3 separate regions of the Sus scrofa genome follow, and all the other regions are linked to region 3. A link is a contact called in public HiChIP or PLAC-seq data. All regions are on one chromosome and are shown on one strand. The core of a region is the stretch at or near the end of the contact, and the rest is flanking DNA. Distances in the headings are between cores, read along the strand shown. Region 1 holds the start of KLHL20 (kelch-like protein 20). Region 2 holds the start of CENPL (centromere protein L). Region 3 holds the start of PRDX6 (peroxiredoxin 6).

Region 1 (4,077 bases), core at 1,452-3,951, 150 kb before region 3:
CAAATCCTTAACCAATAGGCCAACAAGGAACTCCTAAATAGTTATTTCTCATTCAAAGCTTCTCCAATAGCAGGTAAGTATAAACCCAAATGCTTTTTATGTTGCAGCAGCAAGAATGACAGCCCAATAAGGAAAGAGCAGGGAAGTGTGACTGTGACCTAACACACGTAGCAGGTAGAAGTGAAACCAGAGAGCAATAGTAGGCCAGGCTCTGCCCAAGTGATGGTGATGAAAAAAAAAACCAGGAACTTAACAATTAATGGCGCCAAAATTCTCCAACATCATTTTGATTAACTGGCAATGTTATATAATAAAACAAGAAAAAAAGGGTAGATATGAGTGATTAAGCAAATATTTTATATGGAAATTATTGATAAACCAAAAACATTCCCACATTTTAAAAATTAAAAATTAATTTTTTAAAATTAATAAGCTCTTATTTTAATAATTACATAAGATATGACATTCCTGGGAGCTGAGGATGAGAAACAATCAGTGGCTTTTTGAAATCATGTTAGAAGTTGAAATAACAAAGCACTTAATATATGTGTTAATTTCTTCATGTACTTTCAAACATTATTCCTACTATAGAATAAGACAAATAAGAAGGTCTATAATGGCATTTATTATATCTACAATAACTCTCCATTTGGAGATCTCAAAGCATTTGCAAACATTCATTACTCTCAATATCCTGGTCAGATATATTAGAGAAGAAAATTGGGGCACAGAGAAGATGAATAACTCAAGGGCAATCAAAAAAACTCAGTAATAGATTTGGAAAAATATTCATATTCTGGTTCTTGTTCCTTAGTTCTAAGTCATATCCCCATCATGGTATGCTTCTTTTCTTGAAAGGGTCTGCCAGAGCTGTTTATCTTTGATGTTAAACAAAAAATAATTAAATACAGTTCAATAAGAGTGAAATGAGTTTAAAAATGAAGAAATAGAACTGGGCTGACTTTATTTCAATAACGATTTGAGTCCTATTTGTTAAAACAGATTGAGAAAAAGCATTACTAAATTCTAGGGTTGAGAAGGTCTATAAGTGTCTATATTTTCCCACACACTGTTCTATTTTTCTATGGACTAAGTTATTATGTCAAATACCTTTTTTAGTCTTCTAACAATCTTCCCTGCAATGCAGCTATTTTAATTCAAAGAACAAATGTATTAATGAACATGAGTGACATAACCAAAACCATAATTAGACATTCAGTACAGCGTATTATAAAAAATCATTATTCTTATATGGCAACAGAACCCTCTGTATTCTACAGGGAATTGAAGACTATAACTAATCTGTATAGTATCACAGTACGCATAATATTATCACAAAAAAATTACAACGCAAAAAAGAAAATTGAAGTGTTAACTACATAAAGCTCAAAGCACTCTTTAGAAATTTAAGTTCTACATTTTATTTTATTTAAAAAGCTATTAATTCCTAATATTACCTTTATTTTACAAGAATTTTTAATTCTAAACAGAATTTGGTAAGATTTGACAATCTTTTAAAAAGATTTAAATGAAGCCCTAGATTATTACGTAAATTTCATTTATTGAAACAGAAGATTTTCTTCCTAAATGCCTACCTGCGCATTGGCTTTCCTTCCATGCACCATGAAAAGTACCCTTCACCACACTCTAAAGCCGAACCTAAGACAACAGAAAAGCAGTAACTTAATAAAAACTATTTCTGATTTCTCCAGTAACAATCTCTACACATTCATCTTGTTCAGTGATAAAGAATTTTATATCCTACCATACGAAAGGCCTTTTGCAGATGCACAATCACAACCCTTAGCTAGCACCTTTAAGATGACCACCCTCACTCTGAACGCTAAAACGATTATATGGGAAGGTGAGAAAAGGTGCGCTAAATAGTCCCCCGACTGCTAGGTTAGTCTTCTCTCTTCAAAAAGTGCTTGGAGACATTTAACTTTGACAGAGTATTTACCAGATACCCCCAGCAGTACAAATACGATCAATCAGATAGAGAACACACGGGCTTAACGAGGGATATGAAAGCTCTTAGCTTGCCCAGAAGTGACAAGAAGCAGGAATAGGCACTTGCCATAAAAACAAACCAACTTCCCTTGCGATAGCCCGGGCTCCTAGAACAGAGTAGACAAACTATGGCTTCAGACTAACAGTCCCTCTACAAGCCCTTCCCCTCAGTTCCCGAAACAATGTTCATCACCCACTTGGCAAAGTCTTGAGGGTTAAGCGGGACGCACCGTATCCACTTTCTTTCCCCTAAATTCCGCCCCCGGTCTAGGGAAGCTGTCCAGGGTGCGGAACCCCACGCCCTAAGGCAGAACAGCCCAGCGCCGCCACGGGCTCCGGGGTAGGGTTGCCAGCCAGCTCGAGCGCAGTCAGGTGCCCCGCAAGGCCCAGCCCCAGTGCCCCGAACAGCCCCTTCTTGGTGCCTACTGACAAGCAGCGTGCAAAGCACGGCCCCTACCCACCTGGGCAGCCCAGCAATTTAGAACCGCAGATATTGCAAACCACTTGCTTCCCACTGCCCCAGCTCTAAGGCGGCTAACCTACCGGCTCCAACACTTTCTTGTCTTCCGTAGCCTCTTCTGCTTCCTCCTTTCGGCACCTCCACCCTTTTCTCTGCAGACGCTAGCGCAAGCAGGATGCGGCTCCCGGAGCGATTTCCTCCCCACCCTCGCTCCACTGCACCAGCAGGAAGTTGTCCTGTTCCTAAATACTTCCCTCTGGAACCCACATACTCCGACAAAGGGTTCCGGAGCAGATCAGGAAGTAGCCTTGCCCTGCTGGGGGCTTGGGTACTCTCAAAGACTGCATGTGCAGTTATCCAGTTCCTTGCACCCCGAGAGTGACCACTGTGCGAGTTCATCACTGAACTGGCAGTATCCGAATACTGAAGTCTCCTCCTCTCTTCGTTTTCCCCAGCAGAAGCCAATAGAAAGATGATAGGAGTCATGGAAAGCCAGGAATTTTGATTTATTTGTAGCTGGTGGTCTCCTATTAGCACAATCTTTCCTCTAATTGTGGACCGAATGATTGACACATGCATGTATGGGGTTTACACAAATTAGGTCCCTACTATGTGCAAGCTGCTGAGGATCCACAGACAAATCATAAACAGAGGCAACCTCCTAGATTTTCCACTGTTTAGGTTTCAAAACACCAGGGTTTTATTCAGGATGGCTATGTTAGCTTGCCCTTTCACTTAGCATTCACCAACAGACATTTAACAAAACACTTCTGTGTACCCACTTTAGCATTAGGTAGGAAAAAATATATTTTTCAATTTGTCATTTGGCCCATTTTCCTACAGCACACAGTCACAAAATTTTCACTCTATGTTTAGGAAACAAACAGGTGACAGTGTGGGGGATGCAATTATCAGTAATATCAGTGAAAGACTGTTGTTGGTTTCTTGTTGACTATATAGGCTAAGCATGAACTTAACCAGATTTTCATGGGATCTACATAGGATTGTCTAGTTGTTTCTGAACGGGAAAGTATACCTTTTGTTAATTAGCTTGTAGTGGGAAATGCATGGTATTTAGATCCAGGTATTCATAGTTTCAAATCCCAGGCCTGTGACTGACTAGCTTTAAGATCATGTTGTATATCCGGGAGTTCCTGTTGTGGCACAGTGGAAACAAATCTGACTAGGAACTATGAGGTTGCGGGTTCAATTACTGGCGTCGCTTAGTGGGTTAAGGATCCGGTGTTGCCATGATTTGTGGTATAGGTTGCAGATATGGCTCGAATCCAGGGTTGCTGTGGTTGTGGTGTAGGCCTGTGATTACAGCTCAGATTCAATCCCTAGCCTGGGAACCTCCATATGCTGCAGGTGTGACCCTAAAAAGAAAGAAAAAAAAAAAAAGGAAGAAATATCATGTTGTATATCTGGCACTTCGTAGGCACTCAACAAATGTCAGTTTTTCCTCCTCTCCTTTAAATGGACTCAACACTTACTGTATACCAAGTACCATGCTAGACCTTGGAAATACAGTTGTGAATGAGATGGACACCACCCTGAAGTGCTAGTGATCATTTATGTAGTTATGAAGGTTGACTGTCAACATTTTT
Region 2 (4,328 bases), core at 21-2,520, 250 kb before region 3:
TCTTCATAATAGTGCACATTTCTTCCCCAAACAAAACAGGGTCTTGGGAATTACAGAAGTAGAGTAACTAGCTTTAGTATGAATCTGGAGTGAAAACAGTCACTTGTACACTAGAAAACCATATTTAAAGTATAAAAGAATTTTTTAGGCTTCTTATTCGCAACATAAAAACTAAATGAATAGCTTATATTCATGTGACTACTTTTCTAGTCTTTTTAAAACTGCAGGAGGAAAACTACATCATAAGAAATCAAGAGAGTGAATGATGTGCTTCTGCACATAAAGCTATCCAGTCAAGACTAGGGGATAAATGGAATAAGCACTCTGGCTACAGAGAACAGGAGAAAGTGCTGTTCAGCGGACAAAGCTTTTCTGCATTCACCTGGAATACTCCTCTGTGAAGTCAGTATCAGACTTCGGGAGAGAAAACCCCAGAACGGCTGGGTAGTCTTTCCGGTGGGTCTGGATAAACCCCTGAATAGCCGACTTAGCCAGCAGAACATGTTATAGCCGCAGGATGGCGAAACGCTCACGAATCAAAAGCTGCAGGTGTTGGATGGTGGTCAAAAGTCAGTTTTGGAAATACATACAAAGCCCTTAAAATGCTAGGAGTTCACGCTCTCTTTAATATTTAAGCCCCTGTCTGCTGAACATTCAAGTGCACCTATCTGCAAATTAGATAAATTTGCAAAATCTTTGGGGCCTTTGGGAAAATTGAATACGGGAAAGACCTTTTAAGACTTTCCCCCTCCTCTCAGTGCATCCATTACCACTTCTATTAGCAAAGAAAGCTTCGGCCAGAAGTGACGAGCGAATGATTCCATATAGCAGCATATGGCGAGACCCGGCAGCCACGCACAGGGAGCAGGGGTCAGGCGGGAGGCGGACGCCCTTCCCTTCCTTTCCACGCTTCCCCGAAAGTTCCCCGCAGGCAGAACCTGAAAACAGGCAAGAACCCAGTCTTGCTTTTCAAATCTTTCAAACCTGACGGCCGATCTCGGGTCTTCAGAAAGAGGAAGGCAAGCAAGTCTAACACGTTACTGGAGGTCGAAGAACACACTCCACCGCTGGGAGCCAAGCACCCCTTAACACACCCAGCGAACAGCCAAGATAAATGGAGGGATTCAACCAATCAGAGCAGGGGGATTCCGCCATCTTCACTATGGGCGGAAATTTGAAGGAACGCTTCGTGCCGGTGGTAACGTACGGAGCGCAACACTGCGCAATTAGGAGCGCGAACGCTACCAATGTTTAGTGCGCTCCCGTGCCCTCAGTTAAAATGGGGACCAGAGTTGCTTCGCCGGCTTAGAATAGGCTCCACGGAGACGTCCTGCGTCCGGCCGCAGAGCGAGTCGGGAAACGATTTTAAACAGAGGCGGCGGCTGACGCTAAATTGCCGCTTCTCAGCGGCGGCTTTTCAGAGCTGGCCTTGGCCCCCGAAGGCTCAGGTGGAGAAAGCGAGTTGGCACACACTGTCTCTTGCCCCGCTGCCTCTGCGGGCAGCAGCCGACTCCTCAGGAGCGAGGATCACGGAGCTGGGTGGCCGGGTCAGCGGAAATGTTCTTCCGGCCTGAAGTCTCGGGCTCGGCTGGCGTCTGAGGGAGCCGGAGGTCTTGTTGCTGCTCCCGTCTGTGTCGGTCGTGCACCCACTTGTAGAACTAGAGGGACTTTAGAAAGAGGTTCCTCCAGACTTTATTTTAGCTGTCGTTTTGGCGGCTTTTTTACTTCAGAGGATTTCAGTCTCAACGTAGTTGGATACAGACTTGAAGAATGATTCGTGAAGGGAATGGTTGACAGCGTTATTACGGCATTTTTTGGGTAAGATGCTTTTTTATTGGTCCAGGCTTGGCAGTAAACTTTATATTTTGACGTTTTGTGTGGTCGTTATCTTTAGAGTACTTAGATACTTTGATATCTTGGCATTGGGCTCAGCATTGGCTTGGGTTGATTGGATTTAGGTGTGCAAAAATGATTTGAGTCAGAGTCCCTTCCTTCACGGACGTAACACAAGAAAAACAGCTAAGTTGTGTTCTGAACTGCAAGGGCTGGAGGAATTGGCTGGAGAGCTAACTCCTCTGTGGATACTTGGAAGCTTCTCCTGAAGGGATGAAACCTGCAGCGTGAATTGGATTTAGTCAGTCAGATGAGTCCAGAGAAGAAGGCTTAACTGTCAGTAGGTTGAATAAAAAAGTTAGCAGAAGCAAACTGGACAGGCATGAGGAATAGGGTAATGAGCATTCTGGGGTAGGGGGCACGTGTTTGGGTGTAGGGAGTGGGAGGGAGAGAGAGAATTCCTTTATTTTTTTTATATTTTTGTCTTTTTGCAATTTCTTGGGCTGCTCCCGCAACATATGGAGGTTCCCAGGCTAGGGGTCTAATCGGAGCTGTAGCTGCCAGCCTATGCCAGAGCCACAGCAAGTTGGGATCCGAGCCGCGTCTGCGACCTACACCACAGCTCACAGCAAAGCCAGATCCTTAACCCACTGAGCAAGGCCAGGGATCGAACCTGCAACTTCATGGCTCCTAGTCGGATTCCTTAACCACTGCGCCACGAAGGGAACTCCGAGAATTCCTTTATAGTAGGGAGAGGTATCAGCGAAACTTTGAGCATCCGTTAACTTTTTAATGTTTAGAATTCTGGCTTTATTTCTTTCTATGTAGACCATGGATTCTTATGATGCAGCAGAATCGACTCCTAGACAGAGTGCGTCTTTAAGGCTTAAAGATTACTTTATAGGTGCCACCCCTCTGCAGAAGCGATTAGAATCAGTCAGGAAGCAGACTTCATTTGTCCCAACTCCACCTCGAAGGAAAATCCCCCAGTGTTCACAACAGCAGGTATGCTTTTTGTATTTCTTTGTGTTACCAATAATTGAGAATGTCTGTGAACAAAACTTTTCAATTTTTGTTACTATTTATAGTATTTTTTTGTGTCATCATACTCCTCAAGTAATAAAATAAATGAGAAACAGCTAAAACAAACAATTATTCACACTGTCAGTACCATATGTTTGTTTGCTTTTTTAAGAAATTCTCTTTTTTTTTTTTTTTTTTGTCTTTTTTAGGGCCACACCCGCGGCATATCGAGGTTCCCAGGCTAGGGGTCGAATCAGAGCTGTTGCTGCGGGCCTGCGCCAGAGCCACAGCAACGCCAGATCCCAGCCACATCTGCGACATAACCACAGCTCACAGCAACGACGGAACCTTACCCCACTGAGCGAGGCCAGGGATCGAACCCAAAACCTCATGGTTCCTAGTCAGATTCGTTTCCGCTGCACCAAGACGGTGACTCCACCATAAATCTTTTAACCTTCTTTATTCTGGAATGGTTCCACAACATTTCTTTGTCTTTTATGACATTGACATTTTTGAAGAATGTTTCTCTTGCTTCCCTTTTAAAAAGAGAATATTCTTCATTTGGTATTTGATATTTTCTTTAGATTGAAGTTACGTGTTTGCTGGGTGAAATACTGTATAGGTGCTGTTGTGTTCTTTTGGGGGAATAACATCCAGTAGCACATAGGTGATGTTAATTTTAATCATCCTGTCAAGTTGTTGCTCAATTACTGTTTTATTCCCCGCTGTAACTAACAAGTGGTCTATGGGGAGACACTTTAAGTTAATACAAATATTTAAGATAATACAAATACAAACATCTTGTGTCTCATCAAAGTTTCGTCTTACACTTAACCTCCTTTATCCATTGAATTTTTTTTTTGCCTGGTCCCATCTTTATCATAATGGTTGCAATATAATGATTTTTCCATCTCTATTTGCTCCATAATTATCAGCCAGCCTTTGGCATTCTATTGTAGGCCATTTGCATTTCTAGTCCATTTATTTATCTATTTATCAGTATGGATTCATGAGTTCCTATTTTTCAAATTTTTCTAATTTCTTACAAAATTATTTTGGTGTTTTAATTATCCCAGATTTGTCTGGTGGCAACATGCTTTGTTTTGATCATTCATAAACAACTCTAAACCCTGAATATAACATTAAAAATTTAACTATGGAATTAAGTTCTAGTGAATACAAGTTTGGTATGTAGTTTCGAGTCACTTAGCAAGGAGTCTGGCTAATCAATCACTCACACCTTCTTTGTAACTTTGTTTTCTTGTCTGTGTCATGGGTCTAGTTTCCTTTGGGACAATGAGAAAAATTCTGCTTCTTTGTGAAAACTTTCTTAAAGAGAAATTACTAGTGTTGGTAATGAAAGTGATAGTTCTTAACAGGAAAACAGAAATTGTATATAAATTAAAGACTGGAATGTCCAGTTCAGTGTTTTCTTTTCTCTGATACAAGTAGTTTTACCTAATCTTTTGATA
Region 3 (4,070 bases), core at 1,351-3,850:
GACTTAAGGAAAGTCTTCAGAAGTAGAATAAAAAAAAAAACAACAACAGGGCATTTCCTCCTGTATTGTTAGGCATTCTCTTTCCATTGCTGAGTCAAGAGACGGTTTTGCTGAATCATGTTAAGGAACTCCTTTGAAGCCACCTCAGAACCAAACTCTGTAGCTTACCACAAGGCTGGGAATAGGAACTCTGGGAATGTCCTACTGTGTAAGGCCTGTCTCCCTCTAAAACTCCCTACTGCTGCTCTTCAGAGTAATACAATTACACTATCCTATTTCCTTCCTTCCTCATTTTCAAAAGACAGAATGTTTCCTCCTTTAAGGGAGGGTCCCTCCTCATCACCCTAAGGAAAATATATGTTTTGTTTGGTGGAGATGCACTGTGAAGAAGCTGCTTCTACTACATGCATACAGAAAGAGTGATTAGGCTCAATAAACTCACCAAATGCAGCCCCAAACAAACCCCTTAGTTGTTTCCAGTTGCCGAGGGCAGGGTAGATACCAAGAGTGTTCGAAATTATTTTAATTTTTTACTCCAAAACACAACTGGATCAAAAATGGATCACCTGGATTGAGATCACCTTAAGAATGGAGTTTGGAAAAATTATATTAGGAAAAAAAAAATCCATTATAATGATATAAAAGGCTCAAACTTATTTTTAGGGTAGGGCAGGAAATAGTACTATCCCCTGCCTGGTTTGAGACTGACTTGTATATTATTTGTTTATAAATGCAGATATTTTTCTCTTCTTACTGGTGACTCCCTGAGAAGGCACGCTATTAATCAAATCAAGGTCAAGGCCAATACACAATACTCCCCCTAACCCCCACCAAGTGGGTTAGTTTAAATAGCTACATCATTTATAAATATTGCTACAGTAAATATGCTTTATATTAATAGTTATCTTTAATATATTTAACTCAAGAGTTCTGATAAGATTTTGTTTTATGGGAGGTGAGGGCTGTAGATTGGAGTGGGAAGAAACATTCTCTGAAAATCCTTTGGAGTCTTGGAGAAATACTAATACCTAGATTTCAAGTATGAGACTGGACATAGTCTGTATTTCCGAAGCCCTTCCCTGTCTTTAAGGTCTGAATGTTCCATTTCTCATCCTTTTTCTAGCCTAGTTCTCTTTCAAAAAACTTAGCTTTTCCCTTAATCAGTGGCTGGAAAATGGATTTAAGGAATTTAAAAGGGGGGTGGTTAGGACTAAGTTTAAGAATCTCTCCCAGGTGCTCTGCATGGGTCTGTCCAAGCACTGATTAATCTCATAAACTTTGCCCTCTGTATATACTACATATACCTGGACACTATATAAAAAGGGTACAAAGCAAAGGTCATAAAGCCTTGGACCACAGTGTAGTGGGGCCACTGGAACTCCAGAAACATAACTAGACACATCTGGGCCGTTTCATGTTAAATGTAATAAACTTAAAGTTTGCTTATTCAGGAGCTGTAAAACCACGGTTACACCCATGTACTCCAAGTCATAGTGGTATGATTGCCAGGCTAGATCATGGGTCAGCGATTCGGCAAGGCTACGTGCTGCTGGAAGCATGGCAGATGGGGGAGGGGGCAGTGAGAGGCACGCAGCTATGAAACAAAAGGGTCTACAACTGGGGAGGTGGGGTGCTCCGGTGCCTGCCATGGATCACTGCAACTGAACGACCTCAGGAAGCCCTTGCCTCAAGGTGTTGCAGGTTCTGGAGTGAAGGACACACCCACACACAGAGTGTTCTGGGATCCTCCCAAAGCTGTTATCAAATCATATTGTGGCCACTGGAGCAGGATCAGGGTAAAAAGTCTTTCAGCTACTTACTTGGCAAGCTAGTGGTTTCAAATTTTTTGTGCAAATACCACTGCAGCAAGCAGAACCCTCAGATAACACGCTGGGCCCTTCCTGAACCTTCAGCCAGCAGCAGTGTCCTCTGACTTTGGCCTTGGACACCCACTTTCCCCAGGGAGCAAATTCCAGAACCGAAGGAGGGAGGTGAGACCCTGGGCACAAGTCCCAGGAACTGACCGCAGATGAGGCTCGGCTCCTGCCTCCTCCCTGTTTCGGCTGAACCACGCTACTTGCAGAGTTTAGAAGACAGAATTAAATAGACAACAAACCCTCCTCTGCACTGGCCTGCAGTTCCCAGGACCTGATTTTGTTCCCCTCCCCCTCTCTAAAGCCAGCCCAGCCATGCGGGGGCCGGGAGGCTGGAGAGGATCAAGTGGCGGGCGCATGGCTGACCAGAGGGTCGCCTCCTCTCAGCGGCGATCTGTCGCCGCGGGGCAGGGCACATAGGAAAGGCACGTGCAGGAACCGGTGCCGGGAGGAGGCGGGCGGCAAGCGGTGGAGGACGGAAGGGAGAAAAAGGGGAAGGCACCTCCGAGTCCGGGCGTAACCCAGGGCAGGGCGACAAACTGGCCACTTACGAGTCTCCCAGAAAGTCGTGGAAACGGATGCGGCCGATGGTAGTATTGGCTTCGAAGTTGGGAGCCTCGTCCCCGAGAAGCAGACCTCCGGGCATGGCGGCAGCAGTGACGCGGGAAGATGAAGAAGCCCAGCAGCGACAGCTAACGGATGGCTGGTTCTAGCCTTGTAGGTGTTGCGGGGAGGAATAAATGGGGCTTCAAGGGGCGGGGCGGGACGGGACAGGAGGGAGCAAGGTGGGCGGGACCAAAGCACAGCCAAGATGGGCGGGGCCGCGGCGGGCGGGAGGGGCGGGGCCAGGCCTTGGCGGGGTGGGCGGGGCCCACGCTGGCGGGCGCGGTAGGAGAGGCCGGAACTGGCGGTAGTCTGAAGCAGGGCTGGGACAGAACAGCCCTGGGCGCGGTCCAACACCTCGCCAGGCCTCTAACCTGCCAGGATCCCTCACGTGACAGGGGACTCAATGACGTCGCCCTCTGGAATCTTGGGGGTGCGTTCTGGGCATTGGAGGTAAAGGAAGCGGAACGCAATAGGAAGGGGAGCCCCAAGGCTGAGAGCGGCCCTGCGGAGCCGCAAGAATCCGCGGAGACCCTCCTGACACCCATTCACGGTCGACTCCCAGCAGAGGGGTCCCGCGACCCCTCCACTCCCTGCTCTCTTAGTGTGAGCGTCTGGAATCCTGACCGCCCCAGCCAGCCTAGCCATCCTGATTTCTGTATCTGAGAATGTGGCAAGACCCAGACATGTGGGGCACCTTACGTCAGAGGAAGTGGCTTTCTTGTTGCAGCAAAAATGCCAGCACCTATGTCAGTAAGTGCTTGGGGGAATGAGAACAAAGTTTTATTTTTATTCCACTCCCAGAGTTCACTATGAATCATAAGCTATTCAACACAGTTATCCTGAAATCTAAATCTAAATTTAAAAACATATTTGTTGTGGTCTATTGTGTGCAAGTCAACTCTTCCACCCAAGAAAGTGGGAAGTTTAGATTCATTTCTTTGCTTTCTGTGTGCCAAGCACAAGGTAGACAAAATGACTGTATTCTTGGAGCTTTCATTATAGTGAGGGAGGCGTAATTAAACAAGAATATGTTAAACAGTAGTAAATCCTATTCAGAGAAAGTAAGGTTATGTGCCACAGGGTGACTGGGGTGCATCTTGAATTGGATAGTCTGGTCTGAGAAAGCCTCTGGGTTAATGTAGGTAAACTATAAGTGGTTACCATTGTCAGCTGCATCCGTTTCCACAATCATCTTAATTTACATAGTAAGTTCTCTGGCAACAGTAGCTATTATTTGGATGATGATAGTAGTTTATGCAATAACCCTTGCGTTGCCGACTATGTGCTAGGCATTGTGCTAGGCCTGCTGATAACAGAGGAGAGATATGGTTTTACAAGGAAGGCAGAGGTATGTACAGTTATGATAAAAACCTAGCGTAAATGCTGATGGAGTTTGGGTGGAGAAGATGGACCAAAATTACCAAAAATTCTCTGGATGGTGGTCCCCAGACTTAGAGAAGGCACATGGCAGTGTGAAGAAAAATGACTCACATACTAAGATTTCAGTTTTCAGTGGAGTGATGTTTTCGTGTGTATGCGTGCCAATCATATTTGCTCAGTTCTCCTGTACAAGGACTTGTAAGATTACTG

The links. HiChIP or PLAC-seq counts read pairs in DNA pulled down with a chosen protein or histone mark.
Region 1: a contact with region 3 is called in an H3K27ac HiChIP or PLAC-seq map of alveolar macrophages. The contact joins the promoter of KLHL20 here to the promoter of PRDX6 in region 3. A contact is called at or near these places in 1 of 5 promoter capture datasets (liver), 2 of 47 Hi-C or Micro-C datasets (heart right ventricle and liver) and 2 of 2 datasets of contacts at active chromatin or transcription factors (alveolar macrophages and skeletal muscle).
Region 2: a contact with region 3 is called in an H3K27ac HiChIP or PLAC-seq map of alveolar macrophages. The contact joins the promoter of CENPL here to the promoter of PRDX6 in region 3. A contact is called at or near these places in 1 of 5 promoter capture datasets (liver), 4 of 47 Hi-C or Micro-C datasets (embryonic fibroblasts, heart right ventricle and skeletal muscle) and 2 of 2 datasets of contacts at active chromatin or transcription factors (alveolar macrophages and skeletal muscle).

What each region holds. Positions count from the first base shown.
Region 1 is chr9:116,004,186-116,008,262 of Sscrofa11.1, reverse strand. KLHL20 (kelch-like protein 20) reads right to left here and starts at 2,701. Exons shown (of 12, transcript XM_005656716.3): 1 at 2,554-2,701; 2 at 1,596-1,659. The coding sequence starts at 1,618.
Region 2 is chr9:116,106,764-116,111,091 of Sscrofa11.1, reverse strand. CENPL (centromere protein L) reads left to right here and starts at 1,270. Exons shown (of 5, transcript XM_003357541.4): 1 at 1,270-1,818; 2 at 2,662-2,838. The coding sequence starts at 2,665. It overlaps DARS2 (aspartate--tRNA ligase, mitochondrial), which reads right to left and starts at 1,122. Exons shown (of 19, transcript XM_021063655.1): 1 at 985-1,122; 2 at 383-543. The coding sequence starts at 503.
Region 3 is chr9:115,856,159-115,860,228 of Sscrofa11.1, reverse strand. It overlaps PRDX6 (peroxiredoxin 6), which reads right to left and starts at 2,600. Exons shown (of 5, transcript NM_214408.1): 1 at 2,426-2,600. The coding sequence starts at 2,520. It also overlaps a transcript of TNFSF4 not described here.